Regions from separate parts of the Oryzias latipes genome. Here region 1 is linked to region 2. A link is a contact called in public Hi-C data. All regions are on one chromosome and are shown on one strand. Each heading gives the region's core, a stretch centred on a gene start, on an enhancer-like site or on the middle of the called end of the contact. The rest is flanking DNA. Distances are from core to core; before and after follow the strand shown.

Region 1 (6,959 bases), core at 1,166-3,665, 100 kb before region 2:
AAACATGTTAGTGGCTTTTTTATGTTTCTGCCTTACATAAAGGGGCACAAAGTTGCAATAACTGTTTGCATGTTAAGATAAATTTGTGCATGTTCATGCAAAAACAGTTTTTATGCTTTTTTTTCCCCCTTGCAGCGTCTTGTCTGGATGTTTTTTTTTTTTTTTTACGTCAGTCTCTTTGCATTTTTGCATCGGCAAATCTTTGGGTAACTGTTGCTCTGAAGCACCTTCACCTGCCGAGCTGAAGAGCGGTGCTCACGCGCTTTAGCAGATCCTCTTCAGAGCCTGGACTGAGGAGTCAATGCTGTTGCTCAGCAACAATTTTCACATGCAGCCAGGACAAGTTTCTAGCTTCGTCATGTCTCTATGCTTTCTCCGTTTTTACCCGTCACCCCCTTTGCTATAATTTGTCAAGATAATCTGAGAAACATCATTTATAGGAATTAAATAATAATTATGCATAGGTAAAGCTCGCATTTCATTGTAAAGTGACAGTCACCGGGAGAAGCACCTGCACTTTTCATGCAGGCAGACTCATAATTATGTGTCTCACATCCCTCCTTCCCTCTCAGTATCCCTCTCCTCTCTGTGAGCAAGGCAGCAAAGACCTCTCTTATGTGTGGGCCCCCCCTCCCGCCCACTAACAACCGGAAGCTCCATGAATGGGCATTGATGAGCAACAGGGTGGAAAGAACTGTCCAGCTTTGGCGGCAGAACTCTTTCTCCTCACACTGTCCCACCCCGCCCTCCCCAACTTGTGAATGCCCTCCTACTGCTTGTCCGCTTGCTGTCGTCAACATTTTTTTCCTTCTTTTTTTTTTTTTTTGCAAAAGCTGCACAGTAAAGAGCAGGATGTGTGTTGTTATGGAGACGGGGCTTATTTTCTGCAGAACACAGCGTGTGTGGTGTATTTGCCAGAAGCCTGTGTCATCACCAATATGGTGAGCTTTCAAAATGTAGGTTTGAGAAATATAAACGTTGATGATATATGAATCAGATGTTTCTGGAGGGATGATAGGATGATGCAGGTGGTTGAGGAACTTCAGCATTTTGGCAACCAAAAGGATTTAAAACATTTTTCCCCCTGAAAATCCTCAAGCAATAATGAATTTTTGAGTAAATACAGATAACAATCAATCAGAAGCTGAAAATTGTGAAAATTATGATTTCTGCCAAACTTTTCTAAACTCAATCATTCGTGGAACAATCACTAATCTTCAGATCTGCATGTGCACAAAGAAGTCTTCTCCTTCTTGCATCTGATTGAGCAAAGGTCCTTGAAGAAAACTAAGGTTTACTCCTATTTGGCTCATGTTTTGTTGCCCAATCCGCTGCAAAAACTGGCACACGTGAAGGAAACTTCTCCACTCGATGCTTTGGTGCCCATCAGTGACGCATAAAAAATGATTAAAGGAAAATTTGAAAATCAAAACTACTTATTTGCTGCCCTTTAATGCTCTGCAGTACAAACCAAAGAGTTTCTGAAAATGACTTGTAGCTTTTTTCATTAACCTGCTTCACATGTCAGAATTTTAAAACCCAACCAAAATATAAATGAATTTATATCACAAAGTTTTGCAGAAATGGGAGTTGGGTGTCAGTGAGCTGCAGGAAAAAGCACCTCACCTTTCCTGCTGCTCACTGACATCCAAGTCCAATTTAAATCAGATCCACTGTGCATGAAAAGGATGTACATGTATGCATCAGCACGTTAGAGCAGATATATTAGTGCGCACGTGGTCAGAAATGTGCTAAAAACCAGTGCAAGTAAGTTAAAAAATCGCTGCTGAAGCTGCTTTGGAGTTTCAGCACCACGGACAGCGACTCAAAACATTCAAGTTTGCTTGAGCCCAGAGCCTCCTCCTGACGGCAGGGTTGCAAACCCCGTTCGTTTCAGCAGATATAAAAGAATGAAAACTTTTCTTTACCTTGAAAGAAGCGTCTTTGAAGTCTCGTCAGTGGCTCTCTGACCGGTTGTCCCGGTTCCGGACGCGGGTAGCAGCTACTGAAAAGTCTGACTCGACTCAAAGTCTTCAGATCTGTTGACTGGCCAAAACTTTCGCAGAGTTGCCGAAAGGATGCGCCAGGTTCCAACCGCGACCCAAGAGGGTCGGTCCCAAGTTTCAGTGCAGTCCACTCTCACAAGCAAAGAAAAAATGTGGCGACTCTTACCAAACTCCAAAGAGTTTACTACCAACTTAGTTTAGTTGCTATGTCCAGAAGAACTGGCGGATAGCGGAGGTTCAAATCGGCAGCGTTGGAGCTCCAGCACAGTCCATAGAACCAAACGTTCTTCTCTCCAAGCTCCAAGAAAAAAAAATGTTGGTACTTCTACTCCCGGCTTCGGAGTCTTCTTGCTTGTGGTCTTTGCACTGCAAGTGGGTCCAGTCTGAGTGAAGCTCATGGCCTCCACGCGGTGGTATATATGCAACCCCGCCCCCCCAGCTCCAAGCTGGAGTGCGTGGACGGAGTACCGAAATGAATGAGACAGCACCGAGACGGAGAGGGAGGGGGGAGAGGAGTGTGCGGAGGAGACGCGCTTGTGTTTGGGTGCGCGCGCGCGCACGACTGTGTCAGAGCATGGAGGAGGGAGGGAGCGGGAGTCCGAAGGGAGGGGCGGGATCTGTGCAGAGACACGGAGACCAACGATTATGAACACCAACTACGCACATATCAACGCACAGCCAAAGGTAACCGGAAAGACGATCTGCGGAATAGGTGTGCCAGCACGCGGACGCAGCAAGCAATCACACACGCACACACACACACACACACACACATAGGTTCTTTAGATAAGAATGAGACGCCTCAGCATCACTACAAACACGGGAAGATGTGCGTTTGGCAAAAATGATTGTTCCAACTTTACGCATCGATCCATCTTTGATTTGACACGTGCAACGATTGTTCAAGGGTGATCGTAAACGTTTATTTTATTTGAAAGGACATTAAACATGTTATTGAAGTGGTGCATAAAACATGAGGCAAACTGGATGCGGTCATTCCGACACTCAAAATCGCCCAATAGAAAGTGAGGTGAGCTGCAGACATGTGCGGCACTGCAAGAGGGGCGCACTTCCTCTTTCTGCCTGCTCTTGAGGAAACACACACTCATAAACACATGCAGATTGTGCACACAGGAACAGACAGCCCTCCCTCTCCGCATTCATCCATCCATCCATCCATCCATCCATCCAGCCCTCCCTCCACGCTCCTGGTTGTCTCTCTCTGGGTGCTGTGGGCGGATCTGGGTAGTTCTCGAAGTGTGATAGGGATAACCTAACGTGGGTGTCCGACTGTTGCTGTAATGCTATTCCATGAAGCTCCACGTGTGAAAAGACATACATGGGAAGAAATGAATGACTGTCCTAACAGCATGAGTCAGGACGCGTAAAACAGAGGAGATGATCACTTTCGTGGCATTTTTAACTATTCCTCCCCAGTTTACACACAATACTGTGGGAGTTAGGAGTCACAGCAGTGTTGTGATGACATAAACCTCTTCATTTTCCTACTCTCAAAACGTTTATTTCAAAGATAATACACTAAGAAGTTTGTCCAAAAAAATACATGTGGGCTTGTTTACTATGTAAAAGTATCAGAAATGCTGAATTTTATTAACAGCCTGCAGAAAAAAGGAGATTAAAAATCGGATTAAATGTTAAATTTGACATCCTAATTTTAAAAGAAAAATTTGTTTTGAATTTTTTTTAAACAAAAGCCCTCTTCAGAGCTCTATTTTACTCTCATTTCTATTGAAAAAAAAACAACTAAAAGGAATCCTATTGTATTGTTTTTAAATATTTTCCTTAATTTCTGAACCCTTTTTGTCCTTCAGTTGTATAAAAAAAACAAAAACAAAATCTCAGCTACAGATGAAATACATCAGGGACAGTATTGACAATACAAAAAAATCTGCATGACGGTTTGTGCTGCTTGGACGGAAGTCATCGGGCGGGCTTTTGACGTCGACACCATGAGTAACAACAACAGCATTTGTATTTTTCACACATGCGCATGGATGAAATGTGTCACCGTGGGACAATGTGGTGAAGAAACTAACACAATAGTTTGTTATGCGCTGTACAACAACCGCCAAGCAGCGTAACTTCCATTCCAGTCAGCTTCTGTGGTTTGAAGCAATTACACTCAATCACTTCCATTTCTTCTTTATGACATCAATTTAAAGGAAATTTGTCAGAAATGTGGATTATTTTCTTACGAAGGCATTGTTTCCTAAACTGTTTACCTTTCTGTAATAGATTTGTGTTTGTAGGTGTGGGTTTTTGACCCATTCAAGTATAAATTGAGGATGGATTTTAGTTTTATTCATCCACTGTTGGAGCAGAAATTGGTCTTGTGTTTTCTTATGAACTACAGGAAGCTGCATAGAGTTTGACCCCTTGTTTATCAGCCTGTCTTCCTCCTAATGCATAATCACAGCAAGAGGCATACAGGAAGCCGGAGAAATAATGAGTTGTTGGTCTGGAAACCCGGATAAACGGAAGACGGAGAAAAAAAACAGCAGAAAAACACCAGACTGCTCCAGAACATAAGAAAACAAGGTGTTTGTTTTTTCTTTAACCAGGCCTTACATGAGACCGTTCTCATCATGCAGAACCATTTGAACCTATTGGGAGAGTAATTAACGCACTTTTCATGCGGGGCAAATAAACAACACGTTTCTCTTAAAAGCCTCAAAAGTGAATGCTTTTCCAGGGCACATTTGCAAAGGTGGCGTGGGCTGCTGCAGGCGCACTTACATAAAACAAATGTCCATATAAGTCGGCGTGGGAATAAAGTGTGTTAAGGAATCACCACGGCGCCTTTTCACCTATTGCCTCCGCGCTCCTTTGTAGGACATCCCTCTCCTAAAGCTGGTATTCTGAAAGCAGCATGAAACTCTCACGGGACCCAGAACAAACCAAAAGTCCAAACAGAGGACTGCCCCCACATTCAACTGACTCACAACATGATATTTTTCCCAGTAAAGTGGGAGAAAGTATGCTGAATTGTTTTTTTGTTTTTTGTTTTTCACAAAGAAATAGTGGATTAATGAGGAGATTTTAAGATCTTTTCCATCTTTCATTACATATTGCTTGAGCTGCACAAAGTACAGCTTGTTTGTCTTCTTCCCTCTGTGCTTTCCTGGATATTCCTGTTTGAAGCCATGACTGCATCTGAACCCTAGATGGGGCTGTTTTTGATGTAGCTGCTGCAGGCTGTGGCAGAGCAGACCATCAGCAGAGAAAAATAAGGTTTGTGCAAAGCAAAAGAGCCTTTTTCTAATAGAACAACACTATAAACTCATGGATGTAATGATCTTGTTTCTATAAACTGGAACTAATGCATCCTCTGGCTTAAATCCACACATGACGTAAATATTATTGTTGCAGGATAAACCTGCTGTTGCACATTAAGGCTTTTTTCTGCAAGTGTCAAAGTATTTAAATATTTTTTAACACCTGCAGGTAAAATTCTTCATCATTTTCTTTTTCACATCTGCTAGAGGTGGACAGGCCAGCCAAGGAGGAGAACAATAATTGATCCAAGGCCGAACACAGCAGTGTCCCGTGCTTCCAAAATGCTGCTCATCAGCCTGGTAGCACAGCAGATATAAATGTTCCCCTATTAGCTGGCGAAGACTGGGACAACAGGGACAAAAGAAAATGAAGAAATTGTGTTTTTTACTGATAAGACACAAACACATAAGTGCTGAATGATAATAAGGCAATAAATGTTGCCAGAAGTCCACAATTATAGTAATAAACAACAAGAACTTGATGTTTTCATGGAAAAAGGACAGTTTCCACTCACATCTGACTTCTACAGTGGAAGGTTTTAAAGACTTAAAAAATTTTGTATGCAGATTGACGGCCTAGATTTTCTTGTTTTGTGTTGATTTGCGTTAACTTAGAGATTCAAGAAGCAAACAGGAAAATTTTTCGATGTTTACAGGCACACGTGAAGCTCTAAAACATTTGAAATAATACAAGAAAAACTTTAGTAATTTGATTAGAGCTCTCATCCACGTGTAACATTACATACTATTACAATTGCTTGTAATTGTTCTTTTTATAACGAGAAAAGATGACAAAACAGAAGTTTAATGTGAAAACCATGCAAAAAATACAAGAGTAATGTTCCTTCTTTCTTTATCTGTCTGTGTTGATTCACAGCCTACATGAAGTACAGCAAATGGGGCTGAAGTCACCATTAATAAGCTCGGCATTACGGTGAGAACAAGGTGCCCTGTCTCTTCACTCCTCCTCCAGAGGAAAGCACAGATGAAGGAAAAGTCCTTCCACCATCAGTAAAGTTCATGCACTAAGATATATATTAAGATCTGTACACCATGAGTGGACACTTTATTTGTACAGAAAAAAACACTACGATTGTGATGAAAATACCGTCAAATAAATATTAATTTATAAATAAAGTAAAATTTTATGTATAAACCCCTTTTGGATCACAATTATTTTTTAAAGCCATCAATAAAAATCTATGGGCATAAATCTCTTATTGGGGTCAAAAAGTAAAAGAAGTTCAAAAAAATCCTGGAACAACACCAAAAAACAAGTGTTGGGATAATCCAAAGGAAGCTTTGAAATTATTATGGGATGGCCACAGGACCTACGGATTGGCGGCCAATTTGTTGCGAATTGTGAACTTGAACAATTTTACGTTTTGACACACAATGGGGGGAAAAAACAACACTTTAGTTTTAAATATCACACACATGCCACCAGCTTAACCAAAACTGAAGTTTCATTGACCTTTGACCTCGGGAACAGGCCACCATCTTGAATTTTCCAAGAAAAATCAACTTTAGCACCTTCTAGAAATTGAAACTCCTGGTGAGTGCAATCGATCGCCTTCTAACTCCTTGAGCTTCGTCTGGAAGCTACTTTGGACAAATGTTGGTTTTAAGATGTTTAGATTTTGAATGGGGTTAGCGT
Region 2 (7,148 bases), core at 4,501-7,000:
GCAGCGGCAGCCGGAATTCCCCCAACGCCACACGGGAACAGGCAGGGAACAACCGCCCCCCGGGCGACCAAGACCGCCACCCAGGCCAGGGCCAGCAGGACCGCCGCGAGGCCCCCAGAGCCAGAGAGCAGGGAGGCGCAGAGGGAAAGAGAGCGCCGCCCCAGCCCAGCCAGGAAAGCAGCCCCCCGCCGCGCCGGAAGAGCCCAACGCAGGGCCCCACCGGAGAGGGACGCCCACAGCCCCAGACGAGCACCCCACCACCACCCAGGAGTTCCGGGCATCCCCCCGCCCCGACCCCAGGTACGAGCCAGGACCCCCCAAGGGAGACCCGCTCCGCACTCCAGGCGGCCACCCACCCGGCCCACGGTTGGTCCAGGGAGGAGCAAGGCAGGGGCCCGCCGCCCCCGCCCAGGAGGGGGGAACCCCGGGGAAAAAAGGGCGGCCCACAAGGGGTGTTATAAATATGGCCCGACCAGGCTCGGCCATGTTGGAAGTTTGGCGGGGCCCAGCGCCCAGGGGCAAGGACCAGGACCCACCCCCCAGGGACACGAACACCCCCGGCTCAGGTGTAATATGAACCCCCCCACCGCGCGGAGAGAGCACCGCCGGGCCCAGGGAGCCGGCACCCAAGGGACACGGCCGCCATCGCCAAGGGGCCCGCACCCACCACCAGGGAAGGGGTAGGGGACAGATGGACCCAGGTCCCACCTTCCTTGTAAAATGTGTGTGCGTGTATGTGCCTGACTTTTGTTTCTTTTGTGTTCCTCACTGTAATTCTTCTGCTGTGGAGCTTATTATTTTAAAAAAATTCAAACCTAAATCAATTTCATTTAAAATTTTCTCTAGGTTTTTTTTTTTGTACCAAAAGAAAAAAGCCTTTTACAATTGATATAAAAATGACTTTTGAACTGATTGTTTCAATTTCACCTTTAAAACTTAATTGCATTCCCTGGTGTGATGCAATTTTATTTACTAGTCATCACAATTTTTCTGACCCAAAATTCAAACTAAAAATGCAATCTGCCAGTCTCTTCTCAGGGCGGGTCACACCTGCTTGCTTTTTTTAAGTCCCCCCTCCACTGTTGGATGGATCTTGAGTTGAGTTTAAGAAAAGAAATGCATTTTTACAATAACTGACCAAATTCAACAATGAATTGTTAATAATTCCTTAATTATTGCACCAGACATTTTTTATAAATTTTTTATTAAATAAAAATTATTCGCTCTTTTAAAAACGTTAGTTAGAAACATGCAAGACTGAATTGTTTTCGGATTGAATTCTGATTTGCTAAATCATTTAATGGCACGCAAGCGCTACCTGCCCCCCTTTTGACCCGGCCTCAATGGCTTTTGACTGCTACACACACCCCTTCTGCCCCTAACCTACCACCCTCGTCACATAACAAAATCATTTAAAAAAAAACAAACTGTTTTCAAACAGGCAGCTTTTTTGTTGATTTTCTCTCTATGCCATCCACTCTGTTTTTTGGTCGCCTTGGGATGACGGACAGGTTGAAGTCATTTTCAGAAAAATCAGCAAAAGTACATTTTTGAATTTCCTTAACTGAGGTTTTTTTTTTTTTTTGCACGCCCACATTCCTTATATGTTCACATTGAATGTTGTATCATTTCATCCAGCTTTAGATAAGGTTTCATTCACTTTTCATAAAATTTCTGGTAAAAAATATGCGAGTAACAGGGAAACGCCACTTTTGCGAACAGCATTCAAAGTCTACAACTTTTAATTCCAACATTTTTCTCCTAAGGAGCTTCCGAATGATGTTCAAGAAGTCAGGAGGACAGATTGAATTTCATAGGAGATTGGGACTAAAAGTGATTGTACTTTTATTTTTTGGAGGGTGGGGCTCAAGATGGCTGCCTCTTTCCGAGGGCTGTACATTATGTGCAAAATTCCTTTTCACCGGGTACCAGGTGCACATTTTAAAGAGTGTTCGAGTTTGTGGTGGGTCGCAAATTTCCCCTCAAAGGCGCAGAAAGAAAGAAGAATTGTAAAAACAGGTCCTTCAGTCCAGCTGCGGCTGTGGCTGCGAGAATAAATACGGGTGAAAAACCCTCCATGTCTTCTGTACCTCCAAAAGTGACATCTTTCCAGAAGATGTCCGTGTACAAGTGGTAACTTGTTGTGAGCAATTAGAAACTGAAGTGTCACATTTATTTGGCCCAGATCCTGAAGAGCGGCATCATTAATGTGCGGCGTGGATAACGCGTGGATGGATTCAATCAGGCGGCGCGGGGGTCTTCAGTGGAATAAAAACCATTAGCAGAAACAATCCCAGCAGAAGCTTCAAGTCATCAGGCAGATGCCGACTAATTGAACCTGATAGCAGCATTTCTGACTCTGCAGAGAAAACCAATTCAACCTACTTGTCCCCGTCTGGTTTCAAGTGAATTTAAACGGTACGTGTCCTACATCCTGATGAACCCGTAACCATGGAGACCAACTTGTTCAGAGCACCACTCTCCGACACTTTCTACTTAAATGTGTGTGTTTCTTTCTGCTTGACTTGCCTTTGCAAAGGCCGTGGACCCGTTATGCCGTGTTGAGTGACAGCAAAATGATAGGCAGCGTTCTTTTACGTGCGGCGAGACTTTTCCTGAATGAAAGATTCGTGCCCACTGACAGTGCTGACATGTCTGAGACTGCACCTTCATTCATGTTTTTCTTCCTTTGCTTGTAGAAGCTCCAACAAAAGAGGGTTTACTCCTTTTGCTCCACGCCACCAACGCATTTCTGCATGTTTTGCTTAATTTAGGCTTCGTTTTTTGCCTGTCAGTGGCTCAACACGGAGCATATTTATGTTTAACCAGCTAGTGGGAGGCTGTCGAGAAACAATTGTTGCAGGCCGTCCATCAAAAGCGTTATAAAACCTTCTCCAAACAACAAGGAGCTCTTTCTGCAGCAAAAGAAAAGATGATTCTTTACGGGATTGTTAACCTTTCTGAAGGTGGACACCTCTGCAAGCTCACCCCATTTGCAGACGGCAAGAACTAGCAAGAGGCTGTGTGACTAATGCAAAAGTTTGAAACTGTGAAAAAGTCATTTGGGAATTGTTGTGCAGATTCTGGTCTTGGACAACGTGCAAGCTTCATTATAACATCTTTCGCACTTTGTTCCACCTGTAAGAGGACTTTGTTTCACTGACCACGGCGCTGTGAAATGTGGCGCTCTGCAGTGGCTTTATGTCTGTGTCCCCAGAGGTGGTTCTAGAGCTCAGTCGCAGGGCAAAACCACAACAGCAGCCTGATGTGACGGTGGCCGCGCCGCAGCATTTGGAATCAGGAGGCGGCAGGGGCAGTTTTACATCCCAAGATGTTTTAAGAAAAAGTCAAACTTTTATAGCAACCGGACAATTTTTCTCCAAGAGTTGACCAGGCGGCTGGTGGTACTCGGTATGGATGGCCGCCGTCTGGAGACGTCTATCCATCCTCCAATCAGAGCTGCTGCCGGACGGCGATCCGACTGCCACCACCCTGTGGCCGCCCAGCTGTTGCCCAATTTCGTAACGGCATCATCTCTGCCTGACTGACTAGCCGCCGTCCAAATTCATGACCATGCCAAAATCTTGAACATGCCCTCCCTAGGGCGTGGTGGCAGTTGTATTTGGGACTGTGACATTAGTTTGTGTTACCTATTCTATTCAAATATTTAGATCAAAGCTTGATCTGTATTTTTTTTTTCCTTTCCTCCACAGACTGCTGCAGTAAATGGTCTTTCCTCTGCCAGAGCAGCAGCTAAAACCAAATCTGCCGCTAAAGGGGAGCGAGGAGGGCAATCTTTGTTTCACCTGAAGTGTGATTATAGCCACGACTACAGTAACAAACCCTGATTTTCCTACATTAGACTTGAAAGGAAACCTGTTCAGACAAATTGTTCCTTTAAAACCATGTCCAGAAATACAGGCGAGGAAGTCGTAGCGACCACCAAAATAACCTCTACGAACTCTTACAAAGGGCTTTCTTTAAGCAATTTTATTGCACTAAAAAAAGAAAAAGGTTCAAGTTTGAAGTAAAAGTGTCTTAAAATTAGAAACTGAGAAACTTCAGGTCAGACTATTTTTTTTCTTTTAGCAAAACCTCAGATCTTGTTAGTTGTGTGTAATGGTGTGAACTTGTGAGAACACACTAATATACTGAACTGTCAAAAATAACACAATGCAAAGATTGCTTTTAGACTTTATAAGGAAAAAAATGCACAAAATAAAGGATAAATTCTTATTTATTTACAGTAAAAAATCTGATTGTTTTGTGATGTGTGGCAAAACACGTCAACCTACATTTAACCCGTATTTATCTTTAAAAGAAACAAAAATGATCAAAATCATTTTTAAAATAAGCTGAATAACGAGCAAAGACAATTCTATGAACAGCCAGTGGATAAAACAAGTTATTAAGATAATTTCATCACGGGCCCCTTCAAAACAAAATAAATGGCTGAAACTTTGAAGAAAATCTGCATAAAACCAACAAAACAAAATGGTTACTCCTAAAACTGAGACAGAGAACGGAAATCTTTTTTATACTTTCTAAGAACGCCGTCTAAAACTTTTGTCTTTGCTGAACAACCAGAAAAACGCTGTAAAGACGATTCAAAAAAAGTAACACACAAATATCTTTGTGAATAAAAAATTGTACATTAGGTTTAAACGCGGGACAGAAATTGAGTTAAAGATGTATTAAAAAAAAAAAAATCTCTTTTTAATCAAATGTTCTGGTTTGAATTAAACATTTTGTTTTCTTCATGATTGTTAGATTATACATTTTTGTGTGGATTTTTGTGCAGAGCCTTTGTTGCGTGGGAATTGGAACTGCATCTAATGGTTCAGGCAGATGCAGACAGGAAAGAAAAAATGAATGAAGACAATCTTGGAGACACAAATGTTAAATCGTAGTTTCGGTCTTTGAAACATATCAATGAAAAATAACTTTAAGGGTGTTTTCAGATCGGACACATTTGGTTCGCTTAAAATGAACCGGGGTTAGGGTTGCGTCCAAGCAGACCTTTGTTCAGCATCTCTGCTGTTCTGACTGTCAGACATGAAATTCTTCAAACACCATAAAACACCATAAAACACAATAAAACACAGTGATACACAGTCATACACAGTAACACAGTAAAATACAGTAGCTCTGTATTTTCACAATCTTAAAGAATGTTTGCAAATCATTTTCTCAGTATGACAAAGCATTTTGTTTACGGTTATTGTTTTCAATCCAAACTATTAGAATCTTTTAACACTTGCAGGAGATTAAAGTTTATACTAAATAATTGATTTCACAACAATTCAAAAGAGTCACTCAAGGAGTTTCCTCGTTTCTTCCACATCCATTCAAACTTGATTTATAGAATATTCGTACGCTCTTTTAGGTTTCAGCTGAGTGATCTAATGTCAGAGCGACTTTCTCTTGCTAAATTCTGAATTTAAAGAATCAACTGTTCCCTAAATGTAGGCGTTTAATTGAGATGCTACGTGTTGGTTCTCTGAACAAAACATCCTCTGATTGCTTTTCTTTTTTTGGTTTCTAATTCCCCAAAAGGGTCTATTTGCAGCTATATTTTAGGTCTCCGTGTCCTGAAATGACCTGGTTTCAGGGCGAAGAAGTGGCAGTAAACCAGCCATCATTAGGGCTAATGCTGGAGACAGTATTCTTGGGACTATCTTTAGAGGGAGCAACCACCAATTTAGCAGCATGGAGAACCAATTTTGATCTCCAGTGAACACTAAAGGCCAAGTCTATTCATGGTTCGCCTTGGACTATTTTGAGCTCCTTGGAAATAAACTGAGCACATGTGTGTGGCACATGCGTTAAGACCGGCCCATTGTAGAGACAGGGTGTGGGAGTCGTCAAGTTTTTTTTAACCCAATGACCAACAAAAGACGTTTCATAAGGAACTAGTGCTGCCCCCTTTTCCAGTCCTCTTTTGTGTTGGAACACCAAATTAAACCAGAGAGGTACGCACACAGGCTGAACAACACAACAAAGCTAAGAAAGTGTTATATAACTGTCTCCAAATAATCCACAGTTATGAAAAAGTACTCTTCAGATTTTACTATTCAAAAATCCTTTCTTGTCTGAGCGTGGAGACGTCTTTGAGTTCATCCTTAAGTTATTTTTCCGACATCACTGAGCTTTGTACCTTTAATTTTGAACTGGAACATTTGGATTCATCAACTACTAAAAAAGATTTCAGACGTTTTTTGTTTTTTTTTCTGTAGAAAGATGAGACCAAAGAGATGTTGTCAGGTGATTAAATTATAATTGAGCAGAATTAAACAATCTGTAACTTCTTAAAGCTTTTGGCCCCGCTCTCCGTACTGGTGGACACGCAGGAAATGTTCAGATCGTAGATCGCTCAGTGAGTGACAATTTTCATGCACATTTATTCAGTCATGCTGCGGGCGGCGGGTCGCAGAGAACACTTATACAACACGTTAGAGTGACGTAGGAGAGGCTACGTTTTTTGCACCAGATTTGTCACATTTTCCACCCCCAAGATGCAGCGGACCGTGCAAAGAGCCTGTTAGTGCTGCTCACGTGATACGTGAGCGCTCTTTGCTGATGCCTGACTTTAAAGATGCGTTTAAATAGTAAATGGCGTATACTTGTGTGCTATACCTTCCTCGAAGGCCCAAAGCGCTTTACAGTCACACACACATCCACACACTTATGGCGGCTCCGCTGCCAAACACTGGCGCCAACCTTCCACCAGAGAGTGGGGTTCAGTGTCTTGCCCAGGGACACTTCGACACATGGGCAGGCAGAGCAGGAATTGAACCTACAATATTCATATCTGAGGTCGACCGCCCTACCACTACACCACAGCCACATGCATTACACTGAACGAGATTCGTGCAGCAGAGGCGGGCGGTTTCAATGTCAAGTGAATGGTGCTGATGCGATCAGAGAGGTCCTGCGGCGCCATCTGAGCAGCCCTACGCTTAGATGGCGGCGCTGCTGGTGCCGGACTAACTCAGTGCAGTTATGGCGGCGCCTCCAGGGCCCAAATGTTTGAACTTTGGCGAGGTCGCCACACTGCGCCAACCAGAGACTCTGCTTAAGGCATTAATGGCTCTTCAGCAAGAAACGTAATTGAACTGAACATCCACAACCAGATTTTAGCAAAAACC

The links. A called contact is a pair of places that touch in the nucleus more often than the background predicts.
Region 1: a Hi-C map of fibroblasts shows a contact between it and region 2, with 2.9 times the contacts expected there. The contact joins the promoter of LOC101171679 here to the enhancer-like site in region 2. A contact is called at or near these places in 3 of 5 Hi-C or Micro-C datasets (embryo and fibroblasts).

What each region holds. Positions count from the first base shown.
Region 1 is chr11:6,612,095-6,619,053 of ASM223467v1, reverse strand. It overlaps LOC101171679 (adhesion G protein-coupled receptor B1), which reads right to left and starts at 2,415. Exons shown (of 31, transcript XM_020706982.1): 1 at 1,929-2,415.
Region 2 is chr11:6,514,088-6,521,235 of ASM223467v1, reverse strand. No RefSeq gene overlaps it. Among protein-coding and RNA genes, the nearest start is that of LOC101160822, 13 kb to the right of the region's middle. Within about 2 kb of position 5,750, at least 2 of the 8 cell types and tissues checked have an H3K27ac peak or open chromatin away from gene starts, as enhancers often do.